2 separate regions of the Hordeum vulgare genome follow, and region 2 is linked to region 1. The links are chromatin contacts, called in public Hi-C maps. All regions are on one chromosome and are shown on one strand. The core of a region is the stretch at or near the end of the contact, and the rest is flanking DNA. Distances in the headings are between cores, read along the strand shown. Region 1 holds the start of LOC123399924 (E3 ubiquitin-protein ligase UPL1-like). Region 2 holds the start of LOC123452890.

Region 1 (7,722 bases), core at 1,827-4,326:
AATATGCAACTCGTTGCATATTGAACTTCACTTAATGTGTAGTGTTTGATTGTTGTGAATTGACATGCCGTGTCTTGCATATATTCTTTTGTTCATGCATCATATGTGATGTGCATCGTGTGGTGAGTATCGTGTGTTGATTCTTGTTTCCGGTTTCCTTCGTCTCGATAGAGTTCCGAAAGCGTGTCGGAAAGTGAGGACCCGTTCGACTACGTCGGTTCGTCTGCTTCACGGAGTCATTCTTCTTCTCAGCGGGATCTCAGGCAAGATGACCATTTCCCCAGATACCATTACTATCATTGCCATGCTAGTTTTACCGTTTCTATCGTTATGTCTCGTTGCCTACCACCTGTTAAATATCAGCCTACCAACATTGCCATGAAAACCTTCAACCTGTTCACAACCTAGCAAACCTCTGATTGGCTATGTTACTGCTTGCTTAACCATGTGTTAGCGTTGCTAGTTGCAGGTGAAGTTGCTTACATGTGATAACATGGGTTCCTTGTTATATCACCCTATTAATTGCTATTTAATTTAATGCACCTATATACTTGGTAAAAGGTGGAAGGCTCGGCCTTTCTAGCCTATTGTTTTGTTCCACCTTTGCCCCCTTAGTTTCGGCTACCGGTGTTATGTTCCATAATTGAGCGCTCCTAACACGATCGGGGTTGTTATGGGGACCCCCTTGATAATTCGTTTTAGATTAAAGCTGGTCTGGCAAGGCCCAACATTGGTACTGCATTTTCCCAACATAATAATTCTGTTAATACTGAAATGCATAGGGAGTTAGCGCTACCCGAGGAGTAATTCTACATAATACAGGGAGGGCCAGTTCTGATGGTGCTGGTCCAAAATAGAGCACTGTGCGTGCCCAACCCAGGGAAACTTGGGTGATTTCTACCAGGCCACCGTACGCGTCGCTCATCCGTCGTGTCCTGAGAACGAGATACGTGGCTCCTATCGGGATCGTCGACACGTCGAGCGGCCTTGCTGGATTAGTTTTACCTTTGACGAATGTCTTGTGCATCGGGATTCCGGTGATGCTTTGGGTAATCTCAGAGTTGAGGTTTTCCACTAAGGAGTCCGACGAGATCGCGAGCTTCGTGATCGGGGATTTCTATGCGGCTTGTGGTAATTTGTGATGGATTAGTTGGAGCACCACTTCAGGGTTAAATCTTTCAAAAAGCCATGCCCGCGGTTATGTGGCAACGTGGAAACTTTGTTTAACACTTGTTATAGACAACTTGAAGTTAACTTAACTAAAATATGTCAACTGAGTGCGTAACCGTGACTGTCTCTTTCATGAGTTCCTTTCTCCGATCGAGGACACGGTGGGGTTATGTCTGACGTAGGTAGGTGTTTGGGATCATTCATTTGATCATCATTAGTTCACGTCCGTTATGCGTAGATCATCCCCCTCTTTATTCTTGTTATGCGTAGATCATCCCCCTCTTTATTCTTGTACTCGTAAGTTAGCCACCTCATATTATGCTTAGTCGCTTGCTACAACCTCACCACTTAACCATATCTCACCCATTAAGCTTTGCTAGTCTTCATACCTTTGGAAATGAGATTGCTGAGTCCCCTGTGGCTCACGGATTACTACAACACCAGTTGCAGGTACGGGTAAAGATTACTTGACGCGAGCACGTTGATTGTTCATTTGGAGTTGCTTCTTCTTCTTCTTCATCGATCTAGGATGGGTTCCATGCCGACAGCCTGGGATAGCAAGGATGGACGTCGTCCTTCTTTTCTCGTTTGTTTTCGTCCGTAGTCGGACCCTGCTCTTCTTCATGATGTTTATGTATTGTACTGATGTGACTCTGATGTAGCTAGTGTCGAGTGTAAGTCAATTCTTTATATCTCTTCTTTTCAGTATATGTACTTGTAACGATATCCATTCTTGCGAAACGACGAGATGCGCTTCTATCCCTGACGAGGCCCTCGTGCCAAATTGAGGATATGATCACATCTTGGGCGTTACACACATGCACCCACACAACGCCTATCGAGGATCGGGTCAAAGTTGCAGAGATTGGCGATGGCGATCAACGCCTAGCTATTGACACGAACGTCACACCCTATTGAAAAACGACATTAATGAGTCACCAACAGTGAAATATGGAGTTTAATCTCTGATGAGTCGGAGTTATCACCGCCTCTCTAACCATTCAATCATCGATTGATTCTTATTACTCTTCCATTTAATTCCGCAATTTATGATGAAAGTGTACTACCATGGGTGCATATGGGGCACACCGCACAGCGGAGGAGGACAACATCACCGTGACACTCACATGCATGACATATCCTGTCCAGTGGCGGAGCTAGGCCATCAATGGAGCCTGGGCAAAGTACAAAGGGGGTGTGCTTTATGAGCATATGCCCACAAAAACTAGTGATTAATTACCAATTCTTACTATTAGCTAGTGGAAGTATTTCGGAAGAGCCCGGGCAGCTGCCCAGGGTCGCCGGGAGGTGGCTCCGCCACTGATCCTGTCTGAGCAAACCACCAAATTACTCTTGAGCTCAATGGTGAAGTTTTTCTTGAAGCCACCAGTGATCAACCCCTTATTGTCGGCATTGTTCCCAGCGTTGTAAAACTCCATCGACTTGTCGTTTGAAGCACATTTATTCATTTGTGTGTCCCGTTGCAATGTACTCCCTCCGTCCCAAAATAATTGTCTCAAGCTTAGTATAACTTTGTACCAAGTTAGTACAAAGTTGAGACACTTATTTTGGAACGGAGGGAGTACGTGCCTTTTTACCACTTCTTCTGTATCTAAATGATTGTAGTTAAGAAAAAAATAAACATAATTATAATTGAGGAGAACTATAATTATTTAGATACAGAAAGGAGTAATAAGGAGTCTTACAAGGGCATGGTACATATCCACGTGAAAAATACTAGGAGTTTTGCGATAAGAAAAAAGAAAAGTAAGGGATTTCTCGAAAAAGGAAAAAGAAAGGAAAAGTCGTGGCTATGCACTGCTGGAAAACCTAGACAAACAGAGCCTTGTCACGCGCCGCGCCCGTGACCAACATTGCGCCTCCTCTTCTCTCGTCCTCCTCGTCGCCCTTCACAAAAGCACCGCTTCCCCAGGTTTTCTCCCTTCTCTTCATCATACCCAAACACCTCAACTCCTCTTCTCTTCCTCTCTCCTCCCTTAGCCATCTCCGAATCCCGCCTAGCCGCCTCCCTTCCCACCCCCCGCGGCCTCCTCTTCTGCGGCCGATGTGCTCTCCTCGTCGGTCGAAAACCCTGAAGGTACCCAACTCCGTCCCCGGCCCCTGCTACCGCGATCGGGCCTAGGGTTTTCGAGAAATATTTAGGGTATTTTTTTCGTTGCGCTGATTGTTTTGGCGGCGTGTTTGTTGCGAAGGTGAGGCACAAGTGAGAAATCCCTATCGGAGATGGCAGCGGCGGCGATGGCAGCGCACAGGGCCAGTTTCCCACTGCGGCTGCAGCAGATCCTGTCTGGCAGCCGCGCCGTGTCGCCGGCGATCAAAGTCGAGTCCGAGCCGGTGAGTCTCCTTTTTCCTGTTCGCGTTCTTTATTTATTTTAGGGTTTTGATCGGGGTGGTTGTAGGTGCAAACACGCTTAGTCTGGCTGAATCCTCGCTAGGTCTTAGGCTAGGGTTTTGATTTGAAGCCGGCGTTGCTGTGGTGGCAGTGTTCCGGTGGATGAGCCCCTCTCAGGGATAGGTGTAAAGCGTGGGAAGTGGTGCTGCGGTTACTACTTAGTCTTTAAGGCGATCTCATGTTCAAGTGTTTGTGATTGGCTGATCTTAGTAAAAGTTATAGCGTTTTGCCACTGAAGGATCCTATGTTTATCCTTGCACTGTTGTGGTGCTATTCTTTTACCGCTACATGCACCTCTGTAAGTGCAATACTGGATTTAAATGTTCATACCATGTGCCCATGGTATCTTATTCTGACTGTGGCTTCACCTCCCTGCATGTGGTTCATACCATGGTGAGAAGTACCAAACTAGTTTCGATGGATGCATTTGTTCCCAGCTTATGAGTTCTACGTAGAAGGGTTCGTTTTCCATGCTGTTTGTGCTCATGCATGTAGTTGTTCCTTCTCCAGAATTTATGGGTAACTGGATGCCCTCCGGCTTTCAGGATTTTGTGTTATGGTTTTGTCTTATGTGCCTGTTAAAGGACAATACTAGTGGAGGTTGTATTATTGTTCACGTGGAGTTTCTCATCCTGTTTTTGCTGATTGTAGCGCTATAGCACTATTGTGTAAGGTGGCTATTTGTGCTTGTGTTTTGTACACCTGATATGTGTTAATGCTATTATTAACTAGCTTCATTGTAATAAGACATTAGATAGCAGCATCTGTATTGATGTCTTAATACTAGTAGTCCATTTATTGACTTGCTTTTATAATATTTGGTTCTCTGTACATGTTATCAGCATTTCAGTCGAGGTTACACATTTATTTCAAATGTAATAATAATAATAATGACTTCTGACTCATGGAGGTTACACATGTGTTTCGGAGGTAGTTTAGGTTATAATAATAATGGCTTTAAAATGATTGGAGCATCACCAAAGAATTAGCCATGGACAGGGGTGCGTGGAAGCTTGCTATCCATGTGCCAGAACCATGAGTTGGTCGCGAGATCTTACGGGTTTCACCTCTAGCCTACCCCAACTTGTCTGTGACTAAAGGCTTTGTTGTTGTTGTTGTTGTTGTTCTAGATTGGGCAGTTGATTAGAAGACATATCTTGATTTTGCAGCTACATTAGTGCCCTGTAATTTTTGGTATCAGTACTTCATTTCAAATCTAAAAAGTTCATATATTTTTAGGGTGTAGCCAGAATTTCAGATGCTATAAATACTAGGTACCTTGCTTGAATTAGATTATGAGGTAACCTGTGCTCTAATGTCCGAGGTTCAATACTATGCTTTAATATCTGATGGCCACTTGTTGCAAAATGGAGTATTTCGATGGACTTCAATGGCCTGTTCACCTTGTAGCTAGCAATGGTCAACTGTGCTCTTATACTATTAGAATAGAACAAAAATGTTTAGTTTGTGGATATCATACTCTGGGAAAGGTTGGATAGTTGCCTCACATTTTCAGGATTAAGTGGTTAGGTTATGATAGGAAGGTGTTCTTTGCGTGCCATTGTAGTAAGTATGCTTGTTTCTTGAATACTTTTTTGAATGTGTGATTTTTTGGGATATGTTTACCTCTGTGCTTATATACATAATTCATTTGTCTTGTATCATGGGAATACCTGTTATAAATTGGTTATATATCATGTTCTATTATTGCAGCCAGCAAAAGTCAAAGCATTTATTGATCGTGTAATCAATATTCCACTACATGACATTGCCATACCACTATCAGGCTTCCATTGGGAGTTCAATAAGGTGACAGTCTTACTTCTTCTGAATTTGATTTCCATTATGTTTACACTTAATTTCATTACCCACTTACTGTTAACAATTGGTTGCAGGGAAATTTTCACCATTGGAAGCCTCTGTTTATGCATTTTGATACATATTTCAAGACATACATCTCTTCTAGGAAGGATCTTCTCTTGTCTGATGATATGTCTGAGGGTGAACCGTTGACAAAAAATACCATCTTACAAATTTTGAGAGTTATGCAAATTGTGTTGGAAAATTGCCAGAACAAAACGTCCTTTGCTGCCCTTGAGGTAAGCTGGTGTTCTTTTTATGTGCTTTTGAACTCTTTACTAATGTCCCAAAGATGGGAATTTCAGACCCTTGTTTTTATCCCACTTAAACTGATCATTGTCCTCTACTCCCTGTATCAGCATTTTAAGAATCTGTTGGCGTCATCAGATCCTGAGGTAGTTGTTGCGGCTTTGGAAACTCTTGCTTCAGTGGTGAAAATAAATCCTTCAAAATTGCATATGAATGGAAAACTGATCAACTGTGGAGCTATAAATAGCCATCTTCTATCATTGGCCCAAGGATGGGGTAGCAAGGAGGAAGGTCTAGGCTTGTATTCCTGTGTTGTGGCAAATGAGCGAAATCAGCTGGAGGGTTTGTGCTTATTCCCAGTAGACATGGAGAACAAATATGATGGCACACAACATCGTCTTGGGTCCACTCTTCATTTTGAGTATAATTTGGCACCTGTCCAAGATTCTGATCAAACAAGTGACAAGTCATCTAATCTCTGTGTGATACATATGCCAGACCTGCACCTTCGGAAGGAGGATGACTTGAGCATATTGAAGCAATGCATCGACAAGTTTAATGTGCCTCCAGAGCACCGGTTTGCCTTGTTTACAAGGATAAGATATGCACATGCTTTTAATTCCCCGAGGACATGCAGGCTATATAGTCGCATAAGTCTCCTTTCTTTCATTGTTCTCGTGCAATCCAGTGATGCCCATGATGAGCTGACATCGTTCTTCACAAATGAGCCAGAGTACATAAATGAGTTAATCCGGCTTGTTCGGTCAGAAGATATTGTTCCTGGGCCCATCCGTGCGTTGGCTATGCTTGCACTGGGAGCACAGTTAGCAGCATATGCATCATCTCATGAGCGAGCTAGGATACTGAGCGGCTCAAGTATTATCTCTGCTGGTGGAAACCGCATGGTCTTGCTTAGTGTTCTGCAGAAAGCAATATCGTCCCTCAGTAGCCCTAATGATACCTCATCTCCTTTAATTGTTGATGCCCTTCTGCAGTTCTTTTTGCTTCATGTGCTGTCATCTTCGAGTTCTGGGACCACCGTTAGGGGTTCAGGGATGGTTCCACCTCTCCTGCCTCTCCTGCAAGATAAGGATCCTTCCCACATGCATCTTGTCTGTTTGGCAGTAAAGACCCTTCAGAAGCTGATGGAGTACAGCAGCCCTGCTGTTTCCCTGTTTAAAGATTTGGGTGGTGTAGAACTTTTGTCTCAGAGGTTACATGTGGAGGTGCAGCGTGTTATTGGTGTTGCTGACATTACTTTAGTGGTTGCCAGTGATACATCAAAATCAGAAGATGACCATCTTTACTCACAGAAGCGACTGATTAAGGCTTTGCTCAAGGCATTAGGTTCTGCTACATATTCTCCTGCAAATCCTGCTCGCTCTCAAAGCTCCAATGATAACTCTTTGCCCATGTCACTTTCCCTAATATTCCAGAATGTTGCAAAGTTTGGTGGCGATATATACTTCTCTTCAGTTACTGTTATGAGTGAGATAATACATAAGGATCCTACATGTTTTCCTGCTTTGAAGGAACTTGGTCTTCCCGATGCCTTCCTGTCATCGGTGACTGCTGGGGTGATACCATCTTGTAAAGCTCTTGTATGTGTACCCAATGGCCTGGGCGCAATCTGCCTTAATAACCAAGGACTTGAGTCTGTCAGGGAAACTTCGGCTCTGCGTTTTCTTGTAGAGACATTCACTAGTAGGAAATATCTGATACCAATGAATGAAGGTGTTGTTCTTTTAGCCAATGCAGTGGAAGAGCTTCTTCGTCATGTGCAGTCCCTTAGAAGTACTGGTGTTGATATCATCATTGAAATAATCAACAAACTTTCTTCACCTCGTGGTGATAAAATCACTGAAGCAGCCAGCTATGAAGAAAAAACCGATATGGAAACAGATGTTGAAGGGCGTGATTTAGTAAGTGCCATGGATTCTGGCACAGATGGAACTAGTGATGAGCAGTTTTCTCATTTGAGCATTTTCCATGTTATGGTATTGGTGCACAGGACAATGGAAAATTCAGAA
Region 2 (7,497 bases), core at 2,487-4,986, 1.0 Mb before region 1:
TCAGCAGAAGCCTTCACCGACGCTGTTTTATCGACTCCATCATCAGCTGCCTAGAGAGACGAGTAGTTCTATACTTTTGAATTTTTTGGTAACTTGTTGCCAAAGGGGAAGAAATGTATAGATCATAGACTTCGTGTGAGAGCGAGCTTTTGACATTATTTGCTCTCGTTTGGTTTTAAAAACTTTGGTTTTTGGATGACTTTATCATGTCTGTGTGTGTGATCATACGCTTTATCCTGTGTGATGCTACTATATCATCTTTTAGCTATCCTTGTGATAATCACTCACTTATCTTGTTGGTGTCATGTGCATTACTTTTTACTTTTACGCACCACCAAGATGTATGTGACATGGAAGAGTAACCCATGATCCTAATCGATTGTGCATTTGCATTCAAACGCAAATTTTAAATAATACACAAATTTAGGGGGAGCTCTTGCTTTTCACATACTTCTCAAAGCATCGATTCTAATCATTGATTATATCTTTTATCGAAGCTTTGATCTATGTGTTGCCATCAATTACCAAAAATGGAGAGATTGAAAGCACAATTGCTCCCTAGGATGGTTTTGATAATTGATCACAACATATGCATTATTAGACTAATATGTTTTTCAAGTATATTTTAGAAAAGTTTAAAAGATGTTATGGCTTAAGGTTTATGTGAAGATACCCCTGGATACATAATATTCACTCAAGTTTCAAGCTACAAAACTCTTCATTTTACATTTGTGAGAAATCACTTTTGAGTCCATAGGAAAGTCAATACTATTAAAAGGGGGTGAGGTAGTAAAATGAACTGATTGCACAAATGCTCAAAGTTAGCATCCAAAACACTCAGTCATTCTTCCCACATATTTACTCTGTCAAGTTCCACATACACAAATTCGGTGTAACCAACATTGCCACTTCGGACCCACCGAGTTTGAACCTCAGACAGAACCCTAGCCATTCCCACCATATCAGTGCAACCGAAACTGCATCGGTGCTACCGAGTTCAATGTTACCAACATTCTGTTGCCAAAATACACAAAATCGGAATTTCCGAGTTTGAGTATCGGTGCCACCGAGTTCGGTCATCTGACCGTTCGTCACCTTTTCGGTGCCATCGAGTTTGAGTATCGGTGCCACCGAGTTTGGTCATCTGACCGTTACTCACCTTTTCGGTGCCACCGAGTTTCATATATCGGTCTCACCGAGATTCAAAAAGTTCACATCTTTAGTACTAGTCGGTACCACCGAGTTGTCCAGTTCGGTGTCACCGAGTTTGCACTTTTGTGCCTAACGGTTGGATTTTGGCTGCTGCCTATATATACCCCTTCACCCACCTCTCATTCATGAGAGAAGCACTCAGAACACACACTTCATTTACAGATCCATTTTCTGAGAGAGAACCACCTACTCATGTGTTGAGACCAAGATATTACAATTCAATCATTTGAAACTTGATCTCTAGCCTCCCCAAACTGCTTTTCACCAAATCAACCTCTCCTACCCATGCATATTCTGTGATAGAGTAATTTGTGTTGAGGAGACTATCTTTAGAAGCACAAGAGCAAGGAGTTCATTGATCAACGACATCTATTACCTTTTGGAGGGTGGTCCCTCCTAGATTGGTTAGGTGTCGCTTGGGAGCCTCCTACTGTGTGTTGTGGAGTTGAACCAAGATGTTTGTAAGGGCAAGAAGATCGCCTACTTCGTAAAGATCTACCGTGCGTGAGGCTAGTCCTGTGTAGACGTAAACCGTGGTGGAATAGAAAAGGCCGCTTCTTTGTGGACCCCTTGTGGGTGGAGCCCTGTGTGGACTCTCGCAACCGTTACCCTCCGTGGGTTGAAGTCTCCACTAACATGGACGTACGATAGCGCCACCTATCGAAACCATGCCAAAAATCGTCGTGTCAACCTCATGCGTTTGATCTCCCTACCTCACTCCTTTACTTTACACTTGCATGTTTTACTTTCCACTGCAATACTACTAGAACTGCATGTGTAGGGTGTACTTTATCTGTTATAACTGTCGTAGCTGCCTCTCAAGTAAAATTGGGAAAATGCAAAAAAAAAAATCTTGTGAAGTAGTCTAATCACCCCCCCTTCTAGACATACTTTCGATCCTACAGAAGCCCCCGTGACGATTCAAACTAATGCTCCCAAGTTGTCAGAGGCTCCTCTGCAGGAGGCGGTCTCTCCATGAAAAATGTGAGAGAAGAAAAAGAGAGGCTCCTTTGCAGGAGGCGGTCTCTCCATGAAAAATGTGAGAGAGAAGAAAAAGAGAGGCTCCTTTGCAGGAGGCGGTCTCTCCATGAAAAATGTGAGACAGAAGAAAAAGGAAAGAAAAAGATAGGATAAGAGGAATAGATAGGAAAATGTAAAGAATGGAAATGTTAAGCTTCATACATTAGCCAACGCAACCAAAAATCCGAACTGATGAAAAGGGCCAGTACAATTCACATATACTATAATACCCCCTCTCACGTGTGACGGAAAAGACAATTCAACACGTGCAACCGAAAGAGAGCAACGGTGCGCGCAACTCATGTATGACTCAAGAAGCCTCTACGTGGACACAAAGGAGGCTACCAGCAATTTTTTAAATAAATTGCAAAAATCAGGACTTGAACTCGAGACCTTGGCTCCGATACCATGTTAAGCTTCATCCACTAATCAACGCAACAAAAAGTCTGAACTGATGGAAAAGCACAGTACAATCCACATATGTTGTAACAGGGAAAAAGGGCAACGGCTCACGTCATATGGACATACACGCGTTGGATATATGTGAAGCTGAACAGTGGTCTCAGTTCCATGCGCTGATGTGCGCTGATGTGGGTGGGCTGGGGCAGCACCAGGATGCTGCTTCATTGTACATGCCCTGAACAAGCACCTACAAATTGAGTTCCAAGTCGATTATTTCCCATAACTTTACTAGATAAAATTCCGAAATCATAGCACGAATTTCCAGGAATCCATATCCTAGAAAGCTGGAGTTTTGGCCAGATCAAATACTTGATGACCATAAATGTCCAAACACAGGAGAAGTAACAATTATGACAAGCATAAACGCATATAATAGGGTTAACTTCCTAAATCTCCTACAGTGAAATAACCTGTGTCTCCTAATAACAAACTTCACGAACACAAAAGGCAACCAACATCGGAGTAAGAATCCCCGAGACCAACATAATCAGAGGCCCAAGGTAAGAGGCAGACTTGAAGCAGGGCATGCTGGTTCAGCTGAACCCGCCGATTCTAATATTGCGAAAAGAAACTCCTAGAAGTACGAGGTCAGGGTTAATACCAAAAGAAAAGCATGGGTGGATTCTTCCCGCCTCGATCGGATGGGGTCAAGTCGGATCGGATGTCGTAGATGAGGCACACGTTTTGATTTGATAACACTTCACTGCAAAGGAAAGATCAAGACGAAGTGGGATCTATGCAAGCTAGGGTCTCCTTACCGACGAAACGAATCGGGTCCAGATGGCACGCCAACCAGGTAGAGATGGAGGCGAGGAAGCCTGAGTTTCTTCACTTGGAGTTGGAGGTAACGGGACTGCTTTGGCGAGAAGGCGCTCTCGTGACACCGGGGAAGGGGAAGACAACCTTCGAGGTGACGTTTATGCGGGGGTCTTCGACGGTCAGGTGGGTTTGGGACGAGGCGAAGGAGGGATGGCGATTGGCGAGTGCTAATTTGCGCCGGTCGCATCACAATTGTTGGATCTTGACCGCGTGGATCGTTGCATCTTCGTTAAAAAAACAGTTTGCCTTACCTTTTTTTTTTTGAAAAACGTTCTAAATCAGCCGGGTCGCGCTCGCGCCACGCGTCATCGATCGTGTCACGCCGCACGTCCATATGGGCCCATCCACCCACCATCTACCTTATCTTGAGCGCAGCAACCAGAGCCACTCATTTCTACCAACACACGAGCGAGATCCCCATTTTCCATCTTTTTCTTCTCTACATCCCTCTCTAACCTTCGTCATGGCCCTCGTCCAGGCAGCCGCAGGAGGCGTGCAACACTCCAGTGATGAACCTGCAACTCCCCAACAACTGTCGTCGGGGTTGCAAACGAAGAATCGCTTGGTTCTGCAGAGCGGGCCGCGTCAGGGGGAAGCTGCAGTGCAACACAAGGTGCTGCGACCGGCGAACCTCACCGGAGCGGGCCGCGCCAGAGGGAGCTGCAGTGCAACACAAGGTGCTGCGACCGGCGAACCTCACCGGAGCGGGCCGCGCCAGAGGGAGCTGCAGTGCAACACAAGGTGCTACGACCGGCGAACCTCACCGGAACGAGCCGCGCCAGGGGGAGCTGCAGTGCAACACAAGGTGCTGCGACCGGCAAACCTCACCGGAGCGAGCCGCGCTAGGGGAGCTGCAGTGCAACACAAGGTGTTGCGACCGGCGAACCTCACCGACAGGGAAGCTGAAGTGCAGCGTTCACGGTGATGCGACCATCTCAGCGACGGCACGACGGAGCTGGAGTGCAACGCGTGGTGCTGCCGATGGACCTTGCCGACGAGGAGGGGGAGTTGCATTGTAGCGTTCATGCTGCTGCGACTGACTTCATTGGTGGCACGGCGGAGCTGCAGTGCAATATATGGTGCGGCAACTGGTGGACCTCATCGGAGGACGAGAGCTGCAGTGCAGTGTTATTGGTGTGGTGACCCCATGGATCTCGACGGCGACGGGGAAGCTATGCTTTGGAAGATGAGCTCTAGTGTTGTGGCTGATGCAAGGCTATGATGTTCAGAGGGAGATTCGCATGAGAGGAGGGGCCTGATCAGACGGTTCTGAAGCCGACTGATTTTTCTTTGTAGCAGCCGCCTTTTTTTTCTTGCCCGCACAACGTCGGTCGTCCCCGTTTCCTGTCGCCGCCTGCCGCCCCCGCCGCTCGAAGCATCGCGTCATCTTCGTCGTGCTCGTCACTGCTTTCATAGCCGCCCTCGTCCCCGTGCCCGTCGATGTCGACGGAGCTCGCAGAAACCAACCACAACCATCTCATCCCGACTAGAGCGTGTCATGTGGTTAGTTCGTTTTTAAAGAAAAAGAACAAACAATGCAGCAAAACAAGTTGCTGGTAATAGCAAAAAATAAATACAGTTGCAATAAAAACGTCTTGTCGTCGTAGTCGCCGGTTGTAGCTCGGCATGTTCGCTCGCAACAAAATTGAGTCACGGTTGTAGCAAATGACACTCTCGGTTTCAACAAAAATGACGGCATTGGTTGCAAAACATTTTGGTTGAAACTTTCTCAAAAACTCTCGTTGAAGCTTTTTCATCTCTCGGTTGAAGTTTTTTTTAAACGGTTACAACATTTCATGTGTTTCGAAAACTAGTTGAAGCTTTCTTAAAAACTCTAATTGAAGCTTTTTCATCTGTTGGATGAAGCCTTTCAAAAAAACTATTGCAACATTTCATATGTTCCAAAAATTGCTTGAAGCTTTTGTAGTCGCTCGTTAAAGATTTTTCTATATGTGGTTGAAGCTTTTTCATCTGCGGGATGAAGCTTTTGTTAGAACGGTTGTAACTTTTCATGTGTTCTGAAGTGTGATTGAAGTTTTTTTATCTAATAGATGTAGATTTTTACGTCCATGGTTGTAGTATTGGCACCGCCGTTTGTAGTTGTCCTCATGTCACCGTTGCAGTCCCCTAGTCGCCATGGTTCTTGCACGGGGGCGCCGGTTCGAGCATTTTCGACATGTCGCCGATAGCCTTTCGTGTGTTGTTGTGTTCATCTCCGATAAGGGATTGGCGTTTGGAATCGGGGATCACGCCTCCCCGAGAGTTGGTAATCAAAGAGAAAGGGACAGGGAAGACTGGAAGAGGGAGATCTATGTCGGGCAAGAGGTGTGACAGCCCGAGACCGACGTTCGAGAAGATTTCCCTCTTATTCCATTGTCGTCGTGCGATTAGATTGTCTGTCGCATCCATCATCGCATCATTCGCATCATCTCCATTGCATCGGCACTACGTTGCCGCCAGTTTTCAAAACTTGCATCCGTTTTTAGTTGTCGGTTCTCTCTGTGTTTCGTCGTTGACCGTTTCGAGACCAACCACACACGCACGCGCCCGCGTCATCGTAAAATATTTGTTTTTAAAAGTGTGTATGGAACTTTCTGAGATTGGGTTGAAACTTGGCGTGCGGTCTTGTTATAATGTAGGTAGGTCGTGTGCCAAATTTCGTCACAATCGAAGCACGTTTGATACCTGTACCGTTAAATATATAGCGGCACTATAGCCGGTTTAATTGCCGGATGTTTTCGTTGTTTTAAAATGCGTGTTACGGACCACAATTTCTCTCTCTTCTTAGCCCACAAACCCCTCTACATGGCCACTAAGCCCTAACCTAGCCACTACCCACTACCGGAGTCGTCCGATCACGATCCTGCGGTCCAAATTCGGACGAAATCTGCTAACCCTAGCCCCCTCTCTTTAAATAGATAGCCATCCTTGCCTGATTCAGCAAACCCTAATTCCTCCTCGAAATCCGTGACCGCGACTCTCTTCCACTTCCTCTCTCCTCCCAGCCGCCAGGCCCACTCAGGCTCGGATCTGGCCCGCCCTTCCGGAGCCCGAGCCAGCCAACCAGCCCGTTTAGTATTTTTTTACGTTTTGCGAATTTAGTATTTTTAGAAAAAATGTTTATTTTCAAACGCCCGTAGTTTTCAAACCGTGCGTCGGATCGCGATAAATTATATATGTAAAACGTGTAGAATTTCGCGTAGATTAATATTTTCCAACTCTCATGCATGTTTAAAGCTGTTAGTCGTGCTGTTTGCATTAGTTTGTGTGACAACGTGTTAAAAACGGTTTAGTTCGTAGTTAATTAATTGTAGCTCCGCTGGAGATGAGCCATATATGTAAATGGACTAGAACGACGAGCAGAATCACATAAACCACTTTTAACAAACATAAAATGTGATTAGGTCAAATCTGGACAGATTCTGAAGTTAACACATGGGGTTAGTTCGGAGATGCTATATGACGTTTCTGACCTCATTTAAAATGCCTAAATAGGTAGTCTATTTATGCTTCACCCCTTGCCATGTTTAACAACATTTAATATTGTCGAGTACCTAAACGGGAGTGAACTACATAATTTGTATGTGATGTTTTGTCAATATGCAACTCGTTGCATATTGAGCTTCACTTAATGTGTAGTGTTTGCGTGATGTGAATTGTCATGTCATGCCTTGCATAATTTAAACCGATCGTGCATCATATGTGTTGTGCATCATGTCATGCATGTGCCGTGGTGAATATCGTGTGTTGATTCTTGTTTGCAGTTTGCTTCGCTTCGATAGAGTTCCGCAAGCGTGTCGGAATGTGAGGATCCGTTCGACCATGTCGGTTCGTCTACTTCACGGAGTCGTTCTTCTTCCAATCAGGATCACAGGCAAGATGAACATTTCTCTATATACCATTACTATCAATGTCATGCTAATTGTCTCGTTTCTCTTGTTATGTTACTGCTTGCTTAACCATTGGATGGTGTTGCTAGTTGCA

What was found. A called contact is a pair of places that touch in the nucleus more often than the background predicts.
Region 2: a contact with region 1 is called in a Hi-C map of leaf, with 4 times the contacts expected there. The contact joins the promoter of LOC123452890 here to the promoter of LOC123399924 in region 1. A contact is called at or near these places in 4 of 6 Hi-C or Micro-C datasets (leaf and an unstated tissue).

The regions. Positions count from the first base shown.
Region 1 is chr5H:207,433,645-207,441,366 of MorexV3_pseudomolecules_assembly, reverse strand. LOC123399924 (E3 ubiquitin-protein ligase UPL1-like) reads left to right here and starts at 3,076. Exons shown (of 17, transcript XM_045094309.1): 1 at 3,076-3,268; 2 at 3,384-3,525; 3 at 5,297-5,392; 4 at 5,479-5,682; 5 at 5,803-7,722. The coding sequence starts at 3,415.
Region 2 is chr5H:208,430,051-208,437,547 of MorexV3_pseudomolecules_assembly, reverse strand. LOC123452890 reads right to left here and starts at 3,736. Exons shown (of 2, transcript XM_045129620.1): 1 at 3,453-3,736. The coding sequence starts at 3,700.